Regions from separate parts of the Hordeum vulgare genome. Here region 2 is linked to region 1. The links are chromatin contacts, called in public Hi-C maps. All regions are on one chromosome and are shown on one strand. Each heading gives the region's core, a stretch centred on a gene start, on an enhancer-like site or on the middle of the called end of the contact. The rest is flanking DNA. Distances are from core to core; before and after follow the strand shown.

Evidence for each region. A called contact is a pair of places that touch in the nucleus more often than the background predicts.
Region 2: a Hi-C map of leaf shows a contact between it and region 1, with 1.7 times the contacts expected there. The contact joins two enhancer-like sites. A contact is called at or near these places in 4 of 6 Hi-C or Micro-C datasets (leaf and seedling).

The regions. Positions count from the first base shown.
Region 1 is chr3H:600,222,002-600,227,147 of MorexV3_pseudomolecules_assembly, forward strand. No RefSeq gene overlaps it. Among protein-coding and RNA genes, the nearest start is that of LOC123442197, 18 kb to the left of the region's middle. Within about 2 kb of position 3,045, at least 2 of the 3 cell types and tissues checked have open chromatin away from gene starts, as enhancers often do. A contact at or near this core is called in leaf, where this site is marked.
Region 2 is chr3H:600,357,385-600,362,530 of MorexV3_pseudomolecules_assembly, forward strand. No RefSeq gene overlaps it. Among protein-coding and RNA genes, the nearest start is that of LOC123440985, 42 kb to the right of the region's middle. Within about 2 kb of position 3,072, at least 3 of the 3 cell types and tissues checked have open chromatin away from gene starts, as enhancers often do. A contact at or near this core is called in leaf, where this site is marked.

The DNA of each region.
Region 1 (5,146 bases), core at 1,795-4,294:
TACCATGTGAGACTTGTTGTAAGAAACTATAACTGTACAAAAACATTTTAAATAAATATAATGGACGTAGTTTTGAAACTCATGGACATTTATTAAATCTCACAAACAATTTTTTTGAATGTTATGCACATTTTTTAAAACTTGCACGGACAAATTCTTTACACACCATGAATATTTTCTAATTGCAGGACAAAATCCTTTAAAATTTAAGTAAAGTGTCTATTATACCGCATTTGAAAATAGAAATGAAATTAAGAAAATAATGAATGAAAACTGCTGGGACGTATTTAATAAATTTTTCATTAATAATAAATACAATATTAACATTTTTACTACATGGGCAACATTTTAGCAATGCACATTTAGTAATTGATTAAAATATTGTAAATGCAATATTAATATTTTTTGAACACATGATAAACATTTTTTAAACGCATTTAGTATTTTTAAAAGCTTGAATAACATTTTCAAATAATTGGTCAACATTTTTTTTCCAATTCTTGATTCATAGTTGAATATACACTATTAAAATCATAATTTGTAATACATAGTCAAGATTTTCTATACATATTTAACCTTTGTCAAATACTTGTTCAATAGATTCATATTGAAATATACATGATCTAAAGTATTTCATCCTTCTTTAATACATGGTCAACATTTCTTGTATACTCATTTACCATTTTTGAAATGCTTGCTTAACATGTTTCAAACATTCAACATATTTTCAAATTCTTGGTTTTTATATACATGTGATCAAATTATTTCAGACACATATTATTTATTTTATACATTTTTTAATACATGATAAGCATTTTCTCTATACAAAATCGAAAAATTGCATATGATTGGTCTACAATTTTCAAATAATTGGTAGTATAAAATAAATAAAATAATAAGGCTAAAAACATGAAAGGAAAACAAATCAGAAAACAAGGCTATAGTTTCCCGCGCGCCTGGACCGGCCTATTTCGCGGCACGCAAGCTCTAAGAGGGTTCCCTCTGACCAGAGGTGAGGGGAGCAACTAGTTAGCGAGCACTCCTTTAGGCTCCCAGCGATCAGTCCCGCACGCCGCTACTTGACGCGTTCTCATCTACCGCCACGTGTCGCGTTTTGAGCGTTCTCTTTGTATTTTTTTCCGCACGCGTTTTCGTCTTTTTAGAGTGGTTTTTGCCGAGTTTTTTCCGCACAATCGTGCCTCTCGGAAAGGAAAAAATGCGTTTTCTGCTCTCTTTTTTCTTGTGTGAGGCAAGATTTTGATTCCCCGAAAGGCACGGTTTTGCTATCGCGAGAGGCATGGCCGTGCCTCTCGGAAAGGAAAAACATGTTTTCTGCTCTCTTTTTTTTCCACGAGAGACACGGTTTTGTTATCACGAGAGGCACGGTCGTGCCTCTCGGAAAGGAAAAAACGCGCTTTCTGGTCTCTTTTTTTCGCAAGAGGCACGAATTTGCTTTCGCGAAAGGCACGGTTTTGTTATGATGAGAGGCACGGCCGTGCCTCTCGAAAAGGAAAACAACGCGTTTTCTGTTCTCTCTTTCTCTCGCAAGAGGCACGGTTTTGCTATCGCGAGAGGCACGACCGTGCCTCTCGGAAAGGGGAAAACGTCGGTTTTATGGTCCGTTTTTTTCGTAAAAAAAGTTTATCAAAACCTATCAACATGGGATCTAATTTTGAACATCTCGACGCGAGAAATCCAATGGTGAAAATAGTTCAAGATATAAACGCACGGTTTAGGAGATAAAACGTTTTAAAAATACGGATCTACAAAAAAAAAAAAATTCAGGTTGCGACAAATGGCACGCATGTTGTATGCCACTTGTTGCAATCTAGGGAGGTGGGAGTAATCGTTAAAAGGTGTACTGCTCAACTAATGATTACATGAGATGTCCTATTTGCCGCCCGTTGTGGCAAATTGCCGGCGCAACGGACAGGCATGCGACTACATGGGCCGGCTCGTTTTTCACTTTTCGTATCGTTTAGTAGTTCCGGTGTTGCGAAGAAGTTCCACCCTGGTATTCTTTGGTTTTGGGAACCTTCCTTTTCGAACCATTTTATTTTTCTATTCTTTTTTTATTTTTTTATGCGTTTCTGTTTCTTTTATTTTTATTTTATTTCCATTTTTTCCCTTTTCTGGTTTCTTTTTCTTTATTGAACAGATGTTTAGAAACTTGTATAATGTTTACTATGCAGTTTTTTCAAATTTGATCATTTTTCCATAAAAAATTTCAGTTTTCAAATTTTGTTCGAAATTTTTAAGAAGTTTAGAATTTCTAATATTGTTCATCTCATTTGAAAGAATTTCAAATTTTCAAAAAATGTTCCCGTTTTGAAATTTTGTTCACAAACTTGCAAAATTGTTCAGTTATTTTAAGAATTGCCCCTATTTTCAAATTTTGCGATTTTTTAAACAAAAACAGAAACATTCCAAAAACCAGAGTATTTTTTGCAAATACTGATGAATAATTATAAGATGGGAAATTTTTTCAAATACCAGCAGAAAATTTGGGAAAAAAACATTTTTTCAAAACCTGGAACATTTTCTCAACTTCCGAAACATTTGTTCAAATTCTGGAACATTTTCTCAAATTCCAGGACATCTTTTTGAAAATCGCAAACATTTTTGTAAAAAATCCAGAACATTGTTTTCAAATTCCAGAGACATTTTTTCAAATTCTGGAACATTTTTTAAATTCCGGAACATTTTTGAAAATGCCGGAACATCTTTTGAAAATCCAAAACATTTTTGAAACAGAACCAGAAAAAAAAGAAACAGAAAAGAATAAAGAAAAATAAAGGAAAAAAAGAAAAACCGGTTCAGGGAATCTTATAGAAAGTTCCCAAAACCGAAAAAAACGGCTGGAAGGTTTCCAAAACCGGTTTCCCCGCGACCGTAATGAGCGGGCCCAGATCATCCCATGCTCGCCCTTTCTCTGTGCAAAAGCCTGCGTGGCGAATAGCATTTTCCGTGAGACATAAGGGCGCCCGCGTGGTAGCCCCTATCGCAGGAGATATTTCTTGACCGTACTAATTTCTTACACCCACCTCCGGCTCTCTGCTCCGGCTTGCCTTAGCGGGCCGGCGAGAAGAGTGATCTTGGTAATATTCTATGGATCAATTCTTTTTTTCTTCTTATTGATTTCATGTTGTTCATAAGTTTTCTTTGGTTCTCATTTTTTCTTCAATTTTTCTTGCAATTTAATCTTGTGTTTTTTATTTTTTGAATACATGGATACTTTTTTAACACAGGTTGTAGAATTTGTCCTTATATTAGAAACATTTTTAGACATTAGTATTTTTATTACATGATTTACATTTGAAAAAATTGAATATGTGTTAAAACCTTTTCATTTACATGCCGATAAAACTATGCAATTTTTTATATCTATATAAACATTTGAAAAAAATATCTTTCCATATTTTTGAAACAAATAATATTTTGAAGTGTAACATACATTTGTTCGAATGGTACGGAACTCTTTTTTTAATTATAGAATTCGTATTTACATTGCATATAGTTTGAAATTCCATATTTATTTCTTTGAAATGCATGAACATTTGTTAAATGTTACAGACATTTTTCAATGCTATCATTTTTCGACTAAACTAACAATTAATTTACGCTGTGTTAACATTTTGGAAAGCAATATTTTGAAATTATTAACTAACTTGACGTTTTTGGTACATACTCATATAGGATTTTTCAAAAATGTAAACAATGGAAAACAGAAAACAGATGAAAAAGCAGAGAAGAAAGACGAATTTTAACTTGCTGGAAGGTGTTTGGAGCGGCTCATTAATAGGGATCAGAGGACAATGCTGGAGGCAAGAGCTACTTCAGGTCGCTTTAAGCGATATATAGCCAGGTCAGCCCTAATCCGCCACTCCAACTGATTCTCAAAAGGCCAGGATAGGCGCCGGATTGCCGGCCGAAAACTTTCGACCGGTCCAACGGAAGCCGGCCGATACAGCTCTAGAAGGCCGCCAGATCTGTCCCCGATTCGTCTTGTTTCTCACTTCTCCATCTGTGTCTCTGTTTCTCACCTGCCGACGCACCAGAGCCGCATGAATAGCACGGGCGAGAGAAACCCCACCCCTTCCCGACCACCCCCAATACCGATGACCTCGCCGGCCCACATCGCTCGTCATCCTCCTGGAAAGCCGCAGTTCTAGCGTCCTGCGTCTTCCTCCTCGTCGCCGCCGACGACGGCTGGGACACTGTCTTCAGCCTCCGCTTCGTGTCGCGGCCCGCGCTGGCCACCGGGATGCTCCTTAAGGTCGACTCCTCCGGCCGCCTGCGTGCTCTCAGCACGGCCTAAACCCCACGGCGGCGTGCGCCACGCTCCACGTCGGTTGTAGCTTTTACATGTGCCGGCTGTAGCTTTTACAGGTGTTGGCTATAGCCATTGTAGGAAAAAATGATACTGGTTGTAGAAAAAATCGACACCGGTTGTAGCAAAAAAAATCTGATGAACTCGGGGTGCAACTCAGAGAAACGTGGATGCAATTTTTTTAGTGAACGGTTGTAGCAAAAATTGATACCGGTTGTAGCAAAAATCGACACCGGTTGTAGCAAAAAAATCCAACGAACTCGGGTTTACAACTTTGACGAACATGGATGCAGCTTTTTTAGTGGACGGTTATAACAAATTTGGACGCCAGTTGTAGCAAAACTAGATGGTGACCCTGGTGACCATGCAACTCCACCACACCGTCGTTGCAGCTCCGCTCGACTACGGCTCCAGCTCTTATATCCATGGTTGCAGCTCCCCCTTGCCTGGTTGTAGCAAAAATCGAGGACGACGTGCGGCCATGACGAAGAGCGCGGCCATGGTGACGAGCGTGACCATGTAAACGACACATGAGCGTTCCTCAAGAGGCGCGCGAACGGCATAGGAGGCAGGAGCTGAGGCCGCCTGAATCCATGAAGTTTGCTGCTAGGAAAAAGTCGTGAGGAAGAAGAAAAGAGTGCACATGGGCATTAAGAAAATGATAAGGTACACGTGTTGGCTTCCTGATGGTTATTTTGGTCCAGGGAGCCAGCGTGCAGAAGCGACCGGCCCAAGCATTCGGCAGGCGCACTGTTCCCAATCGTTTCCCTTCTCAAAATAACAAAAGACAAGTTGCTGGAAAGGTCGGACATGTTA
Region 2 (5,146 bases), core at 1,822-4,321, 140 kb after region 1:
GACGCATCGCTGCTTCTTTTGTCCTCCCTCCTCTTGTTTTTACCCCGCCGCGCCCTGACAGCGACCGCAATAACTAAACCCTGCCGCCAACGCCAGTCGCCACAGGCCTCTGCCTCGCCACTGATCCGTTAAAAAGGCCGAGCCTGCCGATCTGCGCACACTAGTCCCTCGCCCTCTATCGTCCCTCTTCGACCACACCGCAACAGCACAATCGCAGCATACCTACAATAAAAACAGAAACGACTAAAGGCATTTTTTTAAACATAAAACCAACATACGATTGAACGGATAGAAAAACAGTGATGTTTTCCAGCCCGGGGAGTTCAATTCCTAGAGCGTACGTGTTCGGAGTCCCTGCGGTCCACATACTCTGCTCCAAAATCAGACGGAGCCGACCCGAACTCTGCAACTACGTGAAGTCGATAGAACGGAGTGGACCAATCTGTTGTTGGAAGGAATGAGGTGCTTCGCAAATCATCAAAACAAAAGAGTTCATCCAATTTACAGTAGACTACCATCGGCATGGGCCACGTGCCATAGTATTGGGCTTTTGACCCATCTCATGAATTGGAGGAGCCAGCAAGCCGAACAGTTTTCTGGCTCTCACAATGGATGGAGGAGTGAGGACTCACATCTACGTAATTTATTAGCATAATGTTACACACTGGCTGATTTGGTGGACTATCATTAGTCATTACAGACGCGCGGGCCCATCATGGAAATCAGGAGGTAATGTTTTGATTTGTGAAGAAGGGAGGTGCGTAAGTTTTGATTCATACGTAGATGTAGCATTTTTGGAACCGTGGAGTGGCAAACCAGCGAGAAAAAAAATTAGTGTAGAAATTTTCGGTCGGAAGATACAACGATGGACATGACACACGTCCACCTCTTATGTGTAGTAAAAATATTGAAAACATAAAAATAAAATAATTCCAAAATTTTAGGCTGACAAAATAGTCAGCTTTTGTACTCACGTGTGAAGTTTCATGGAGAACGGCATCTATGATATTCTTGAAGAAACAAATTTGATACTACAATTTGTTTAAACATGGCTACTTCTGTAGTACGGACTTTTCCCAGATTATTACTCATGTGATTTCTTCGCGAAATTTCACCAGTGAGTAGAACCTCCGGTGAGGGACACTTTAGATTGTAGAATTTCCGTCAATCTTTTGGAGGATTTGAAATCTATATATTTTTATGGAAACACTTGGAATCATATGACTGAGATTAAATATTTACGAAATCCATTGATGCGCCACCTATTAAATAGAAATCTCAACATGACCTCAAACCATATTTCATTTCTCCTTTCAGAACCTTTGTCAATCTTAATTTTGCATGTCTATTTCTTGTGCACCGTCCAAAGACGCTTGTGTGACCACGATTATGTGACCAACCATATATTTTTACTTGATCTGAAAATTCTTTTTAGAATTTCTTTTGTACAAAAAGGTAATTAAATCCAAATGCTGAAAAAAAAAAAAGCTAATCCATATGAGATATATGCTATGAATAAACCAAATATAGCTAGACTTATAGGTTTTGTTTTTTTCTAAAATACTCCATAATTGCACGGTATTGTATATGACATTCCATTTTAAGTCACACGATTTCCCTATTCGTGTATTTTAAAAGTTCTTACAGTTTAAAGAGGCCATGAATTATTTCTCCCAAAAAGAACAGGCAATGAGTTTTTCGTTCTCACCACCAATTCGCTATTCTCTCTCATTGGCGTTGTCGGCCGTCGTCTCATGTATCGTCGCTGACCACGTCTCGCCCTCTATCACACCTACCCATGTATTCGACCATCATTATATCTGCCATCGACTAACCCCCTTCCCCTATCCGCTTCCTTCATACCTCCTCGTGCCACTACTCGTGAAGCCATGCCGCATGCCCATCGTGCCCTCCTTTGATGATGTGATGCCGCAACCGCACCTACTCGCCTACTCGACACCAGCCAGGGTGTGACGCCGTGTCGCCCGGGTGTAAGGAAGGATGTATATGAAGACAACACGGAAAGACCATGCATAGGCTATAGTGTGAGGTCTGTTTGATATTCGGCTCGGACTATCGACACTCATCCATCAAATGGATCGAAGTAGCGATATATTTTATAAAGATGGTGGCTTCAGTCCTACTGATACAGGACGGGTTTTTCCTTGTTTAAAAAACCCAGAAAGACCATGCAAATTATAAGGAGAAAACCTCGGGTGTATATTTAGAGGCCGTGTCATCACGCATGGTACAAGTATTCAGAATGAGTGTGATCGAGATGAGCACTATTTTTTTTTTTTTTTTGAAATGAAACACTAGGATTCCATACATTAAACCGGGCTCAGCAAAAGCGCTGGCCCACAGAACACAAACATCATCTCGAAGGGCTGCAGTGCGAAGCTGCCTAGCAGCCTGACCTCGAGCGCCTACAACAGCTATAGTGTGTGCTAGCTTATTACAATTCCTTGGGGCAAAATTGAAACTGAAGATATTAAAATGTTGTCTAATAAATATTTTAATGTCACTTTGATAGTACTACGATCTTATGGGAGCAGAACTGCCATTTTAGGGATCTCGCGAAAAAAAAAACTGCCGTTAGAGGATTTCTACGGTAATTAATCCAGTGCTGATAGAGGGGTCGTCTGAGTCCACAGAAGCATTCGAGAAACATGCACGCGCTGGCCCACACGAAATACCCTCTCACGTGACTCGTGCCGCTCCCGCCGAAAGAAGAAAAACGGACACCCGCGTCGAACGACCAAACTTTTTTTTTTTTTGAGTTGTAAAAAAAACTTGTGGGTCCCAAAAGAGGGAGAGGGAGGTGAGCCGCACCCGCACCCGAGCCGACGCCTCCACGCGAAGCTCGCTCCGCTCCGTTGGCTCGGCTCGGCTCGTGTCGGGTGGGCAGCACGCGCGAGGAGAGAGATGGAGGCGAGAGATGCGGATGGTGGATTTTGTGAGAAAAAAGGGTGGGGATGTCGTCCCAGCGGCGTCAGTGGCCCAGCCAGCCCTGCGGGACGGGCAGGCCTGGTTGACACCTGTGTCGTCCTGAACCTACCGCGACGTCAGTGGCCCTGCTGCTGCTCGGGTCGGAGAATGGGCCTGAAGCTACCGCGGGGCCCACCACACACAGACAGGAGCCCACGCTTCCGTTTCCTTTCTTCTGGCCTGCCTGCCTGCCTGCCTGCGTCGCTGGGCGAGCCTTCTTCTTTTCTTTCCCTCGATCGCCGTATCTCGTCGGGCTGCATCGGGCGAGCGAGCTAGATGCCGGCCGTACGGTACGGTCTGGCTCGTGTCTCGGCCGTCATCATAGCACCGCCTGCCTCAGTGCCTGTCTTCTCCTCTCACATGCCCAGCACAAACGCCAGAGGGTGTGGACCGGAGCTGGAGGAGGTCACGGTCCGAAACATTTCTGTGCTTTTAAAAAAAAATTGCGATGAACACATACGGCTCTGGTTTAGGCCGTGCTCTGAACACATACTCCCCTCTTCGATTTCATTTTATAAAGAAACCAACATGTCTTTTAAGGACTACTCCCTCCGTTTCTAAATGCTAGACGGTGCCCCATGCGTTGCAGCGGAAAGCTTGTTAAAAAATATGTGGATAAATGTTAGAAAACTAATGGCAATGCAAAAAAAAACATTATAAAACTGTCTTGCTTAATTACCTAGAAACGATTCATGCATAAGGATATGTTTTGCATGAAGAGATTAATAAAAAAAGTAACTTGTAACTACATGCATGACTTGATGATATGGCATTGTTGCATGGAGAGAAAAATTGAACAGTGGGTTCTAGCTATTTAAGAATAGAAGATAAGTCTTTTTAAAGGTTCCACTAGAGAACTACATATGAATGTATATAACCATAATTTAAAGTGTAAATTCACCCACTTTGTTTCGTATGTAGTCTCTTAGTGAAATCTCTACAAAAGACTTATATTTAGAAACGAAGGGAATACATCCAATATTGCTACTACCATATCTACTAGCTCCGTCCTGGTTTATTGATTTTCTCTGTATTTTATGCCTGACTTTGACCTTAGATTTAAGTAATATTCGTAAAAAAGTATTTACCTAACAAAACATTAAGGCATCTCATAAAAGATAATATCGTTGAAAACTGTATTCAAATACCAATCCAACAACATAATTTTTTATAACATGCACTCATATTTTGTTAGTTAGATCAATGATCAAAATTTTGCATAAAATACAATGGGACCAATAAACTAGGACGAGGGTATTGGTACCAACATCCAAGAACCATAGTCATAGACTATTACAGATATCCAAAAGGTACAAGCGTTATGTGCTGCTACTACTGCAGGTCTTAAACAACACCCAACGCATAACTAAAATAAAGAGAACAAAGGCGCAACGCCGACATGAAACTTCAATATACTGTAGAAGAAGAATTTCCTCCGGCTTAATCTTGCCACCGCCTTCAGCCACCAAGTCTTTGCACCCCTGGTCTCCACCCTTGCGTCGCCCGATAGATTTCAGTGGGCATTTGTCCTACCAATCTTGCCACCAAGGTCCCCCCCCCCCCCACACAAAATGGACCAATCCATGATCCAGTTACGCATTAGTCTCACTAGAACCATGGTATCATGTATATTCTTTTTTCTGAAAAATAATATCATTCCTGCTTTTCCAAATGGGCCAAAACATTACCGAAATCACAACAAGGACCAACAATTTGTCAAGTTTTGGGAAGGTTTTCAGCCAATTGCCAAAACAATCTTGCAAATTCAAAGGAGTAGTTCTTAGGTCAAATCCACACTTCAACAGGCTCCAAATGAGTCTAACGGCGAAACGCTCAAACCATAAGTGGTTAATACTTTATCTTGCCAATAGAAAACCCATCCTTCTTCAGCAAATTATCATTTGTTGAAATGCTTTCTCTAATCACCAATCATAGAAACAATTTTATCTTAGCCAGGACTTTCACTTTGGACATTTTTTTTGTGAAAATCCAATATTAATTTTTATTAAGAGCATGTAGAGCGATTTAACAGAAAAGATCCCAGCGCCGGTGAGCATCCACCTAGGTCTATCTTGTCCTCTAAACATTCTTACCTCCACACATCAATCTTTTAAGCTATATATTTCAAAGATCTAAGGAATTCCCATAAAGTATTCTT